Regions from separate parts of the Sus scrofa genome. Here region 1 is linked to region 2. A link is a contact called in public HiChIP or PLAC-seq data. All regions are on one chromosome and are shown on one strand. The core of a region is the stretch at or near the end of the contact, and the rest is flanking DNA. Distances in the headings are between cores, read along the strand shown.

Region 1 (5,941 bases), core at 344-2,843, 290 kb before region 2:
TAAGGAACAGGTCAAAGGAATAAAGACAGAGCCTGGTGGGGGCGGGGGGTCAAGAGGCCTAGAAACTTGGGGAGAAGGCTTCCAGCCAACAGACCCCAAGAGAAAGGGCCTAGAGCCAGGGCAAAAGCAGAGGCTTCGAGTCCAGGAGTCTTCTGGAAAAAGCATCCAGGGTCAGGCCTTGGGAGCTGGGGAAGGACTCTGAAGCTGAGGAGGGGGCTTCACTGGGAGGCCAGACCCCTGGCAAGGAAGACGGAGGCCCTGGAGCAGCAGAAGGGATAGGGGCCTGGGGCTCTAAGGCATGAGGCGGTGTCTTGTGAGGAGGGGCCTGGCCTAGGAGGGGGGTCAAGGGGCCGGGGGCGCCAGGGGCACCGGGAGGAGGCTTGCCTGAAGTGGAGGAGCTGATACAGGGAGCATGAGGCCTGGAGTCCGTCTAGTCCAGGGCCTAGAAATCCAAGACTGAGCTGGGGGCCTGGAGTTGGAGGCCAAGGCTTCCTGGGAGAGCAAGAGACCAGAGCGGGTCTGGGGGGATCTGTGGGGACCAGAGGTGTTGGGAATCCATGGACAGGGCTGCTTGGAAGATGGGGACCAGGCCTGGAAGTGGAGAGACCTTGAACAAGCTAGAAGGGCCCTGGGCCCAGGAAAGGTGGAACCGGTTTCCTGTGAGGGGGAGCCCACAGGAGCCAGGAGGGGATCTCCGAGGGGCGAAAGGCTGGGAATGAGAGACAGGGTGGTGGGGGGGAGATCCTGGGGCGCCCGCCACCCAGGTCCAGACAGGGAAGGCCAGAGGCAGAGGCAGGACGGAGCCAGGCCTTCCCAGAGAGGGCCGGGCTGGGCCTTGGGGTCAGGAGCCCGGCACACCCGAGAGGGGGCCAGTTGTCCGATGCGGAAGGCCTGGAGGGGAAGGGGCTTAGGAACCTGCGGGAGAAGGGAGGGGCTCCTGGAAGGCAGGGGAGGGGGCTTCCTGGAGAGAAGAGACCCGAGCGGAAGCGGTCTGCAAGGGATAAGAGAGGGGTCCCGGGAGAGGGGCGCCCCCAGGGGTCGGGCTGGGCTGAGGAGTGGGGGAGGGTCGAGCGGCCTGGAAGTCCAGGCGGGGGTCGGAGGTGGCGCGCGCGGGGTTGGGCTGGGGAAACGAGGGTAGGCGCTCGCGGCGAGGGACACGGCAGGGCGAGGGGTTCGGCGGCCGGACCCAGCCGGGGCTCCCCAAGGGGCCGAGCCCCACTCACCGTGTCCGAGTTCCGATCGTTGCCCGGGGCCATCGCCGTCCGCGAAGACATTTTCTCCGGGTCCCAGGGGACTGGGCGGCCAGGTCGGGGGGGGGGCGGGGGTCCGGGGGGGGGTCCCCTCTCTGCCCCTCCCCCCCCACCGGCCTGGAGACGCGAGCTCAAAAGCTGGGCGCCGTGGACACCCGGGTTCGCGCCGTGGGAGAGGGGGCAGGGCGGGGGAGGGAAGGGGGTGCCTAGGGTCCTAGTGGCCCCGCACAGCTCGGGCTGGGGGCGCCATGGGGGCGGCGGGCAGGCCGGCGGGCGGGGGCCAGGGAGGGGGCGCGGAGCCGGCCCGGGCGGCGGCGGAGGGAGGCGGTGGAGGGGCCGGGGAGGAAGGGACGTCAGGGGGAGGGGCGGGCAGGGCGGGGCTGCCGAGACCCCGCCCCCTGCCGCCAGCACTTAAAGGCGCAGGCCCCGACCGGCCGGGGGGCTCTGGGGGCGGAGGCACGTCTGGGCGCGTTCTCGGGGAGTCTGTTCTCACGGGAGAGTACAGACTCATCGGAGGAGAAGGGGAGAGAAACATCAAGGCAGAGAGCCAGAGGCGCACAGAAAGATACTGAAAGAGGCAGAGACAGACGCAGAGACAAAAAGACAGAGAGACAGGGGTAGGGGGAACACAGAGACACAAAGAGATGGAAAGACATTCAAGGAATGGAGAGACAAAAAGAGAAAGGCAGAAAGAGGGAGAAACGTAGGGAAAGAGAGGCACATACAGAGAGACAGAAGGAGAGACAGAGACACAGAGAGCGACAAAGACTGAGAGACTCGCACGCGGAGACAGAGACAGGGATGCAGAGACCGGTGAAGAGAATGGAGATAAAGCGACAGAAATAGACCGAGAATCCCCCCAGAGGCAAGAACCCGGCAGGCGGCGCTGTCCACATTCTCCCTCCCAGTCCCCTCCTCCCCAGTCCGGGAAGCTCTGGGGACCAAGGGCTAAGGGTGCTGGGGGGAATGGTGTCTGGGCGGAGCCACTGGGGAAGGGTGACCAACCTCTCCAGCAATGCTGCCTCCCAGCTCGCAGAAAACTCCAGACCCCGAGGTTGTGGGCTGCAGCCTCCTCTCCTCTGCACCGGAGCTGGGGTTCCAGGACTCTGTCCACGTATTTAACTCTTGGCAGGGATTTGATCTTTCCACGCCTCAGTTTCCCAGTCTATAAAGTGAGGGCGGGGAACCAACATGTTACCTTCCCCCAAGGGCTGAAGCTGGTGCACACGAACCCCAGGCAAGTATTCACCTCAGAGCGGGCCACTCTCTGGATGGGCCAACTGAGGACAGAGAGGGCAAAGGCTTTCCTGAGGTCACATGATCTCGTGGGGACCACCCTCTGGACCAGTGTGGGATGAAGGAAAGGGAGGCATGGCCAAGTCCTGGCTTGGGATCTATGCCCTGTCTGTCCCTTTCTGTTCGAACAACTTCCTGAGCCTCAGTTTCCCGTTCTAAGAAATGGGCGTGACAACAACAGCAGTGTGCTGGAGCCACCCCAAGCAAGCTGATTGTTTTGAAATCTCAGGAGTTTTGGAACCGGTGGTTAAACGGCCATTATTTAAAAATAAATCATGCAAACATACAATTAAATATTTAAAACAAAGGTAATAAATACTCATCACATCCTAATTATTTTACTACGTTTTACTATCATGTGTGATCTTGAGGTTATTTGCATCTATCGTATCTGCCCAGTGAAACTAAGGGGTGACTGCTCCTCTCTTCCCTGACAAACGCTTTCAGTAGCGTCACCTTGGTAGCTTGAACTGAGCCATGAAAGGAATATTTACACCATGGAAATTGGCAAGTCCTGCAAAACAAGTCTTTCCACACACACCCCCTACACACACCCTGCTCCCCAGAGAGCTGGTTGTTACACACCAGTATATCACTATCAACTACATGGACAGAGGCTTCCTCTGTGAAAGCTTCTGAGCATCTCATCCTTTCTGACCCACGCTGAGGCTGGACCAGCCTTATCACCCCCACTAAGAAAAAGTACTTGCTGAAGGTCACACAGCTGGGGAGCAGCAGGGCTGGGATTTGAACACAAGTGTCTCCAAACTCCAGAACTTGGGCTCTTGACCGCTAAGGTTTCCCGTCCCTGGATAGTAAACCTCAGTCTGCAACAAATTAACGAGCCTATGGAAGTAAAGGGCTTCACGTGGGACCAGATTAGGGAACAGATTAGAATTTCTTAAATGGGTGGTAGTATTATAATTCAACAAATGGAGCCTGAGGAGTCTCAGGGATAGTGGGAGGCAAAAAGGGAGGGGTTCAGGATGTTGTTCTAGAAGCTTTGGCATCCCAAGGGTTCTGCGGGACGACGGGTGGGGTCTTGGGGTGAGACGGGAGGCTGAATCAGCCCAATTCCTTCCCAGCCCTAGCGCTGAGAGCTGCAGTTCTCGGATACACCACACGGGGGCGAAAGATCACCTCCTATACACGTTCGCCCACCACACTTGGGGTTCACCCAGGCTCCCCAGTTCCCAGTACTGTTGCCAACCCATTTCCCAGACGGGGGGGTGGGGACTCAGACTTAAAGAGGGGAGGTCACATCCTGGATGGACCTTGAAAGAAGCATGCAAAAGACCACTTGTATGATGCCATTTACACGCAATTTTCAAAATAGGTAAATCCAGGAGTTCCCGTCGTGGCGCAGTGGTTAACGAATCCGACTAGGAACCATGAGGTTGCGGGTTCGGTCCCTGCCACTTGCTCAGTGGGTTAACGATCCGGCGTTGCCGTGAGCTGTGGTGTAGGTTGCAAACGCGGCTCGGATCCCATGTTGCTGTGGCTCTGGCGTAGGCCGGTGGCTACAGCTCCGATTGGACCCCTAGCCTGGGAGCCTCCATATGCCATGGGAGCGGCCCAAGAAATAGCAAAAAAAGACAGAAAAAAAAAAAGGTAAATCCATAATGACAGAAAGTAGACTCGGGTTCACCAGGGCTGAGGGGGCAAGGGAAATGGGGATTGATTGCTAAGGTGTAACACGGGTTTCTTTTGGGGGGCAGTGAAAATGTTCTGGAATTACATAATAGTCAGGGCGACCTTGTGAATATACTAAAAAACACTGAGACTTTAAAAAACACCTTAAAAGGGTGGATTTTGTGGCATATGACTGATAGCTCAATTTAAAATTAAATTAAAAAAGAGGGAGAGGAGTTCCCACTGTGGCACAACAGCATCAGTGGCCTCTCTGGAGCAGTGGAATGAAGGTTCAATCCCTGGCCTGGCACAGCGGGTTAAGAATCCTGCGTTGCCACAGCTGCGGTTTGGGTTGCAACGGCAGCTGGGATCTGATCCCTGGCCCGGGAACTCAGAGAAAAAAAAAAGGGGGAAGAGATCCCACAGTTGGCCATGGCCCATAAGAAGCCACTTGGTTCTAGCCTGAGCTGCCTTCTGAAAACCACCGGCCCGCACTGACTCTGGGAGGACAAAGCCTGTCCCTCCCCCTCCCCCTTGGCCACCCAACCACCCCTTTCCCCAGGGTCCACTGTCTGGCAAATCCAGTCCTTGGAATCTTAACCCCTGACACCCTGAGCCCAACCTTATGTCCACAGAGCAGGGCTGGGGGAGGAGCAGTGATCCCCAAGCATAGCCCCCCCAAACCCCAATGTTAACGCTACCCCATCCCAACTGCAATTTTGCCAAGGCAGGTGATCACTCTCTCAGGCCCAGGGAAACGTCCATCGAAGCCTAAAACCCAGCCTGAAAAGTAATCTTAGTCCTGCATCTAACTCCGTTCAACCCCCACCCGGTTCCCAGCCCCAGCAGACCTGCCGTCTCCATCCCACTTCCAATCCTTAGCTCTGATCTATCCCTGTTCGTTTGTGTATTTGGTAAATGACTCTTTCCTGAGCACCTAGTATGTGCCAGGTGGCCATCTAGGGACATTGAGATGAACAAGGCAAAAGCACAATCTCTTTGAATTTGTATTTGATTGGGCAGAATCAGAAAATCCACCAGAGGAATTCCCATCATGGCTCAGAGGGTTAAGAACACAACACAGTGACTGTGAGGCTGCAAGTTCAATCTCTGGCCCCACCCAGTGAGTTAAGGTGCTGTGGTGTAGGTCGCAGATGCAGCATTGCTGTGGCTGTGGCGCAGACTGGTGGCTGCAGCTCCGATTTGACCTCTAGCCTAGGAACCTCCATCGACCTGGAGGAGAGAGGACCCAGAGGAAGCAGAAGTGCTTTTGCTGGTCGGGGAAAGGCTCAAGCTGAGACCCGGATGATAACTGGGGGGAGGGGGCATATGGAGACCTGGGGACAGGGGCTTTGGGGCAGAGAGACCCACAATTCCAAAGCCATGCCCAGGGCCACCCCCTTAGGTCCCCAATCCCAGTCCCTGGCCCAGCGGAACCTTCCTCCAGGTCCACCCAGAGCAGGGAACCCAAGAGAGAGCTTTGGGCCCATATCCAGGCTGGGGTGTCTGGGGGGGGTGCTGGTACCCAGGATGGTTTTGTCACCTCGGGAAGTGTGAAGAGCTGGCAGGGGCGGGGTGAGGGTGGGGACCTGACAGCAGCCTTGTCCTTCTTCCAGTGCAACTGCAGCCTGGCCTAAAAGAGCAGACAGATAACAAGTCCTTCCCGCCCCTGGCCCCAGAGAGGGAGGGGTTTCCTGGCAGGAAACTGACCTCCTCTAACCCCCCCTCCTCAGATCCAAGCTCTCAGCAGTCCCGGCTGAAGT
Region 2 (6,385 bases), core at 2,037-4,536:
CTGCTGTAGAGCACTGGGAACTATATCTAGTCACTGGGGATGGAGCAGGATGGAGGATGATGTGACAAAAAGAATGTATATATGTGTGTGACTGGGTCCGTAGAAAACTCACAGAACGCTGTAAACCAACTACAATGGAAAAAATAAAAATCGTTAAAAAAAAAAAAGACACTTAAAAAAAAAAACCAAATGGCAGTGGTTTCAGGTCTTTTGAGTAACAAGGCCATGAAGCAGGCATTTTAAAGCTGGGCCAACCGAGGCTCAGATGTTGATTTTTTTCCCCCTCTTTTCTAGGGTTAAACCCTGGGCATAAGGAAGTTCCCAGGCTAGGGGTCGAATCAGAGCTAAACTGCCAGCCTACGTCACAGCCACAGCGGTGTGGATGCAAGACATTTCTGTTACCTATACTGGAGCTCATGGCAATGTCAGATCCTTAACCCACTGAGCAGGATCAGGGATCGAACCCGCACCCTCATGGATACTAGTTGGGTTCATAACCCACTGAGCCACAACAGGAACTCTGAAGTTGCTTTTTTGCCCACAGTAGTCAGGGGTGGGGTTCCTGCCGTGGCTCAGTGATTAACAAACCCGACTAGTATCCATGAGGATGTGGTTCAATCCCTTGCTCAGTGGGTTAAGGATCTGGTGTTACCATGAGCTGTGGTGTAGGTCAAAGATGTGGCTTGGATCCTGCGTTGCTGGGGCTGTGGTGTAGGCTGGCAGCTGTAGCGCCAATTTGACCCCTAGCCTGGGGACTTCCACATGCTGAGGGTGCAGCCCTAAAACGCTAAAAAAGGGAAAGCAAAGACAGAGTTAGAAAGGATGGAGTTCCCTGGTGGCCTAGTAGTTAAGGATCCTTCGTTGTGGCGGCTGTGGCATGGGTTCAATCCCTGGCCGGGGAACTTCCGCATGCCATGGGCTCGGCCAAAAAAAAAGAAAAGGGGGAGAAGAGACAAATAGACACACACAGGCAGAGGGCAGGACAGAGAACTGGGTGGTCAGTGCAGGGAAGGAAAGGGAAACTGAGGCTGGAGCTGAGAAATCACACGGGGACACCCAGAAGCTGCTGTGAAGCTTGATGAATCTTTATTAAGCAGGGGCCCACCAAGAGGGCAGCTAAGGCTGGGGGAGGCGGGGGAGTTGGGCAGGAACGGGGCCCCGAAGGGGGTGCCCGGATGAGAGGGCACTCACTGATTATCACTGGGCGCAGAGGTGGAGGAGCTGATGCTCACGGCCGACTGCATCCTCTCCACCAGCCCGGCCCACTGGCGCCGCATGTCTTCCACCAGAGGCTCGAACCAGCCTTTGAGGCGGGCCTGGAAGGCCTCGGCCTGCAGGCGCAACTGGCTGCCCTGCTCCTCCACTTTGGTGCGCACCTCCTCCAGCTGCTCACGCATCTCATCCAGGCGGTCGCGGGTCCGGCTGCCCATCTCCTCCAGCCGTCCGCGCAGCTTCTGGCCCCAGGCTTCGGCGCGCTCGCGCAGCGGCTGGCCGGCCCTGGTACTCAGGGTGGCGGCGCGCAATCGGCCCTGCTCCACCAGGGGCCCGAGGCGCTCGCGGAGGGCGCTCACGCTGCGCTCGGCGCCCTCGCGCAGCCCCGCCTGGTACACGGCCAGGCGCTTCTGCAGGTCCTCGGTGTCGCGGAGCAGCCGCTTGCGCAGCTTGCGCAGGTGGGAAGCCAGGCGGCTCCGCAGCTCCTCGGTGGTCTGGCCCAACATGTTGTGCACCTCGCTGCGGTAGAGCACCAAGCGGTTGCGCACGTCCTCCATGTCGGCGCCCACGCGGGCCTGCGCCGCCTGCAGCTCCTTGGACAGGCGCGCCTGCGTCTCCTGGGTCACGGGGCCCAGCTGCGCCTCCAGCTCCTCGCGGTAGGCCTTCACCTCCTTCATGCTCTCCTCTATCAGCTCCCTGGGCGCAGAGAGGGCGGGGGCGGGGAGGGGGAGAAGGAGGGCTCCTGAGCTGGCGATGGCCAGGACGTGCCAGAGATTCAGAGACAGCAAGGACGGCAAGACTGACCCAGAGACAGGCGAAGGCAGGAGCTCAAGATGGAAAGAAAGCAAGACATGAAGTCAAATGAAAGAAAAAAGAAAAAGTAAACTCCCCCCAAAAAAGGAAGAAGGAAAAAAAAGAAACAGAGACCCAGACCCCCAAGAGTTGGCGACAAGGACAGAAGGAAACCCGGACGGGTGGAGCCTGAGGGTCCAGAACACACGGTTCGCCAGGAGGGTCAGGCGCGCGCGCGCGCGCGCGCGCGCGGCGGGAGTCGGGTGGGCACTTACGTCAGTTCCTGGGTGACCTTGGTGCTGAGCAGCTCCTCCTGCACTTGGTCAGACAGGGACTGCACCCAGCGCAGGTAATCCCAGAAGCGGCCCAGGGCCTGCTCCCAGGGCTGGCTGCCCTGCCACTTGGGCTCCTCCCACCACACGTGCACCTCCGGCGGCGGCCCCGGCTCGTCCTCTGTCCGGCATCCTGCACCGAGCCAGTTCACAGCCATCAGGTCCTCTGCCCCCTCCCAGCACACGGTACCTGGTACAGAGCAGGTGCTCCCCCAGCCCCGGTGGGTGGGCTTCTCTAGAGCACTGGTGGGCAGGGAGGGGTGGAAGGACACCCAGCCTGTCTAATTACTGGACAAGCATGGATTGTGTGCTCCGTGCACGCTAGTCACAGCTGACACGTATCTAATGCTCACGCCCTGCCAGGCAACAACGCATTAGAAACAGAAGCCCCCTTTCCTTTCTTTTCTCTTTCTTTCGTTTTTGTTTGTTTGTCTTTTAGGGCTGCACCAGTGGCATACGTGGAAGTTCCCAGGCGAGGGGTCCGATGGAAGCGATAGCTGCCAGCCTGCACCACAGCCACAGCAACACCCGATTCGAGCTGCATCTGCGACTTATGCCGCAGCTCATGGCAACGCCGGATCCTTAACCCGCTGAGCGAAGCCAGGGATTGAACCCTCTTCCTCATGGATACTAGTCGGGTTCTTAACCTGCTGAGCCACAGCTGGAATCTCTCAACATAACTCCCATTTTAAAGATGGGGAAACTGAGGCTCAGAGAGTAAAACGAGCTGTTCAGAAGCAAGGAGTGCCAGAGAGGCCTCACATCTAGGCCTCTCCTCAAGGGGAAGAGAGACCAGCAGAAGAGACCAGGGATGAAGGAGGGGCACCGGGTACAGCCGGGGATGGGGGAGGGGCAGGGAACCTGAGCAAGCCCCACCCCCATACCTGCGAGGAGGGTTACCACCAAAGCAACCCACAGAACCCTCATCTTCTGGCTTGCGATTGGCCAACCTGCAGGAGGGAGAAATTGTCACTCAACAGCGGCGGGGCTCGCTCCTCCCACCCAGAGCCCAGCCCTGTCCAGTCACAGCCTTCCAAGCCTTGCACCCCCTTATCTGCATCAGCCTAATCCAAGCAGATATTTCCCGAGCAGATCCTTTCCATTGTCCGTGTAATTCCCTCATTGTCTTCTCCTATCTCCCCATCCCCAGGTCGGCTGCGGCCAAAAGCCTTCCCTCTCTCCCAGGGTTCAAATTCCACCCACGTCGCCCCCCACCCCCTCCACCCTGGAGTCCCATGTGAGCCCCAGCCTTGCTTTCTGGGCTCCAAGCTCACGTTCTTCCTGGTACCTTCACATTCCAAGCTCCAACTTCACATCTAAACCCTGTTTTCCACTCATTCCCTAATTTAATCCTCATTTACATGTCCTTCCACCAACGCTCTAGCTACCCTGCCGCCAGCCCGGTCGAGGTCACCCCTGGTCGCCGCCACCCCTGGGTCTCCTCGATGGAGCTCTTAGTGTGCTCAAAACTTGAGTAGATGCGCCATACCTGCCAGTACAATTCGTCGGCTCTGGCTCGTCTGGTTCTTCCTACAGGTCCCGCTGCTTCCCTGACCTCCCCTTCCAGCCAAGGCGGATAACCTCCTCCTGCTGCCCACCCTCCTTCTAGGTCCAGTCCCTGGGCTCTAGCCTCATCCCCAACTCCTGCCTCGGTGGTGGCCCCGGGGGGCCAGGTCATTTCCTCCTCCCCCGACAGCCCACCCCCCCACACCGAAGCCCCGAGCCCATCTCTGTGCCCCCAGGTCTGCTCCTCACCGGTTGCTTCCTCCTCCTCCTTCCTCCTTCCTCCTCCGGGGCTGAGTAGGATTCAGGGAGCCCAGATTCGGCCAATTATAGGGCTCCCCCCGCCCCGCCCACTCCTCCAGAACTGGGCCAGCTGGGCCAGCCCCCGTCGGGTCACGAGGTGGGCTGGCCTCCCCTTTCACACAGCAGGGTGGGGGAGGGGAGGGGAGGGGAGGGTGGGGCTTGGCAGCCTATCACCCCCCCCTTACTCCCAGCCCCCATGGAAAGAGGTGTCTCTCACCCAGTAACTCCCGAGCCTTTCTCCATGCCACTGGTGGGGGTGGGCTGGGCAGGGAGAAGGAGCAGGACCAGAAGGCCCGGCCCTGCCTCTCTCTTGTCCTGTGCTTGGATGAATAGAATTGGGGCAAGGCTGGGGACTCGAAATCCTGGGTCTGAGGTCTGGATTTCTGGGTTAAGGGGAAGGGAGCTGGAGGCCCAGACAGAAAGGGGATGAGAGGCGTGGGGGCGGTGTAAGGCATCTGCTCAAAGATTAGGCTTTGAGAGTGATCTTTTTGCTCAAAGTTTAGGCTTTGAGAGTGTTCTTTTTGCTTTCGTTTTTTTGCTTTTTAGGGCCACACCCGTGGCTTGTGGAGGTTCCCAGGCTAGGGGTCGAATTACAGTTACAGCTGCGGGCCTACACCACAGCCACAGCCACAGCCACAGCCAAGTGGGATCCAAGCCTCGTCTGCGACCTACACCACAGCTCACGGCAGCGCCGTGCTGGATCCTTAACCCATTGAGCGAGGCCGGGGATCCAACCCACAGCCTCATGGTTCCCAGTTGGATTCGTTTCCGTTGCACCACAGAGTTTTAACCCTCACTCCCTCTCGAGGGCCGTGACCTTGGGCACATCTGAGTGCTTCTCTGAGCCGCTTTCCCGATTTGTGCAATGAGGATGCAGCTCTCTGCCCCCACATAAGCCTTGCGCATTCCAGGAGCTCGCGGCCTGCATACCGCGCCTTCCACAGGCCTGGAGTGTTCCTGTCCCGTCGCCTGGTTCGGACTGTGAACTCTGGAACCAAAGCCTCCAGGCCTGAATCCAGGCTCTGCGGGTTGTCAGCTGTGTGACCTTGAGCAAATGACCTAGCCTCTCTGAACATTGTTTCTCGGTCCACTAAGACGGGGAAAATGGTTGCATTTAACCCATCATCCGGGGATAGAACAAAGAACAGTTCCAGTTAACTTCTGTGACAGATTGGTGAGCGCTGACTGCACCCCCCCCATCCCCCAGCAGCCCTGTTACACGACTCCCAGACTCAGAGTTGAGGTGTGTGGTGAGGCCACGTGGAACTGGAGGAGCTGGCACTCATTCCCAGGCCTTTGAGGCTGTGGGAACATGGGATTCCGTGGGTCAGGGGAGGCTGGAAGCCTGGCAGCCTGGCCCCAGGAAGGGAGCCCCGAGGCCAGCCAGGCCTGAGCCTGTTTGCTTTGGCTTCAGAAGGCGTTGGCCAGGAGCGGGTGGGGGGGGCTTCTCTGGGCTGAGGGGTTACCTCTGGCCAGCAGCCTCCCTCCCAGACAGTGTGTCAGACATGGTTTCAGTTCCTCTGTCTGGAGAGGGGTCAGGGGTGTCAGCTTGCTGGTGTCCTAGGTGGGTAAAACCGACACTTCATTGAGTTTCCAGGCAGCTCAGCAGGTTAAGGATCTGGCCTTGTCAATGCTGGGGCCCAGGTGGGATCCCTGGCAGGGAACTCCCACAGGCCACAGGCCGAGACACAGGTGACCCTGCCCCCATCCTCTATCCCCACCAGGGGCCAGGAGTCCAGGCCTTTGCCCCTCTGAAGTAACTGACTCTGAAGCTTTTCCAGGTACTTTTTTTTTTTTGCTTTTTAGGGCCACAAGCCACATCTGTGACCTATGACCTACACCACAGCTCATGGCAACGCCTAACCCACTGAACAAAGCCAGGAATTGAACCTGTGTCCTCTTGGGATGCCAGTCCGGTTCTTAAGCTACTAAGCCATAATAGGAACTCCTCCTGAAGCTTCTTAAAAGCTCTGAGCTTCCTATTCCATGTCCTGGCATCCCTTCATCCCCTGCCCCTTTGGGAAGCAAGACCCCCAAGGAGTCCCAACTCCCTGCCCCCAGCCCCGCTGCTTGGTTTGCAGGGACAAAGTCCCCAGCGGCTGTGCTGGCCAGGCCAAGCTGAGGTGAGTGACCACCAGACCTCGCCCTCCTGATGAGGGGAGGCCCGAGATGTCCCTGCTGGGAAGGGCACAGGGAGGTGGTGTGGCCAGTGACCAGGTATGACCCCCTGGCTGTTCGCACCC

The links. HiChIP or PLAC-seq counts read pairs in DNA pulled down with a chosen protein or histone mark.
Region 1: an H3K27ac HiChIP or PLAC-seq map of alveolar macrophages shows a contact between it and region 2. The contact joins the promoter of MARK4 here to the promoter of APOE in region 2. A contact is called at or near these places in 10 of 47 Hi-C or Micro-C datasets (alveolar macrophages, embryonic fibroblasts, fetal liver and 7 more) and 2 of 2 datasets of contacts at active chromatin or transcription factors (alveolar macrophages and skeletal muscle).

Annotation. Positions count from the first base shown.
Region 1 is chr6:51,661,575-51,667,515 of Sscrofa11.1, reverse strand. MARK4 (MAP/microtubule affinity-regulating kinase 4) reads right to left here and starts at 1,593. Exons shown (of 17, transcript XM_021094540.1): 1 at 1,224-1,593. The coding sequence starts at 1,274. EXOC3L2 (exocyst complex component 3-like protein 2) reads left to right here and starts at 5,800. Exons shown (of 12, transcript XM_021094538.1): 1 at 5,800-5,941.
Region 2 is chr6:51,370,014-51,376,398 of Sscrofa11.1, reverse strand. APOE (apolipoprotein E) reads right to left here and starts at 3,286. Exons shown (of 3, transcript NM_214308.1): 1 at 3,221-3,286; 2 at 2,280-2,469; 3 at 1,066-1,908. The coding sequence starts at 3,263. The coding sequence ends at 1,188.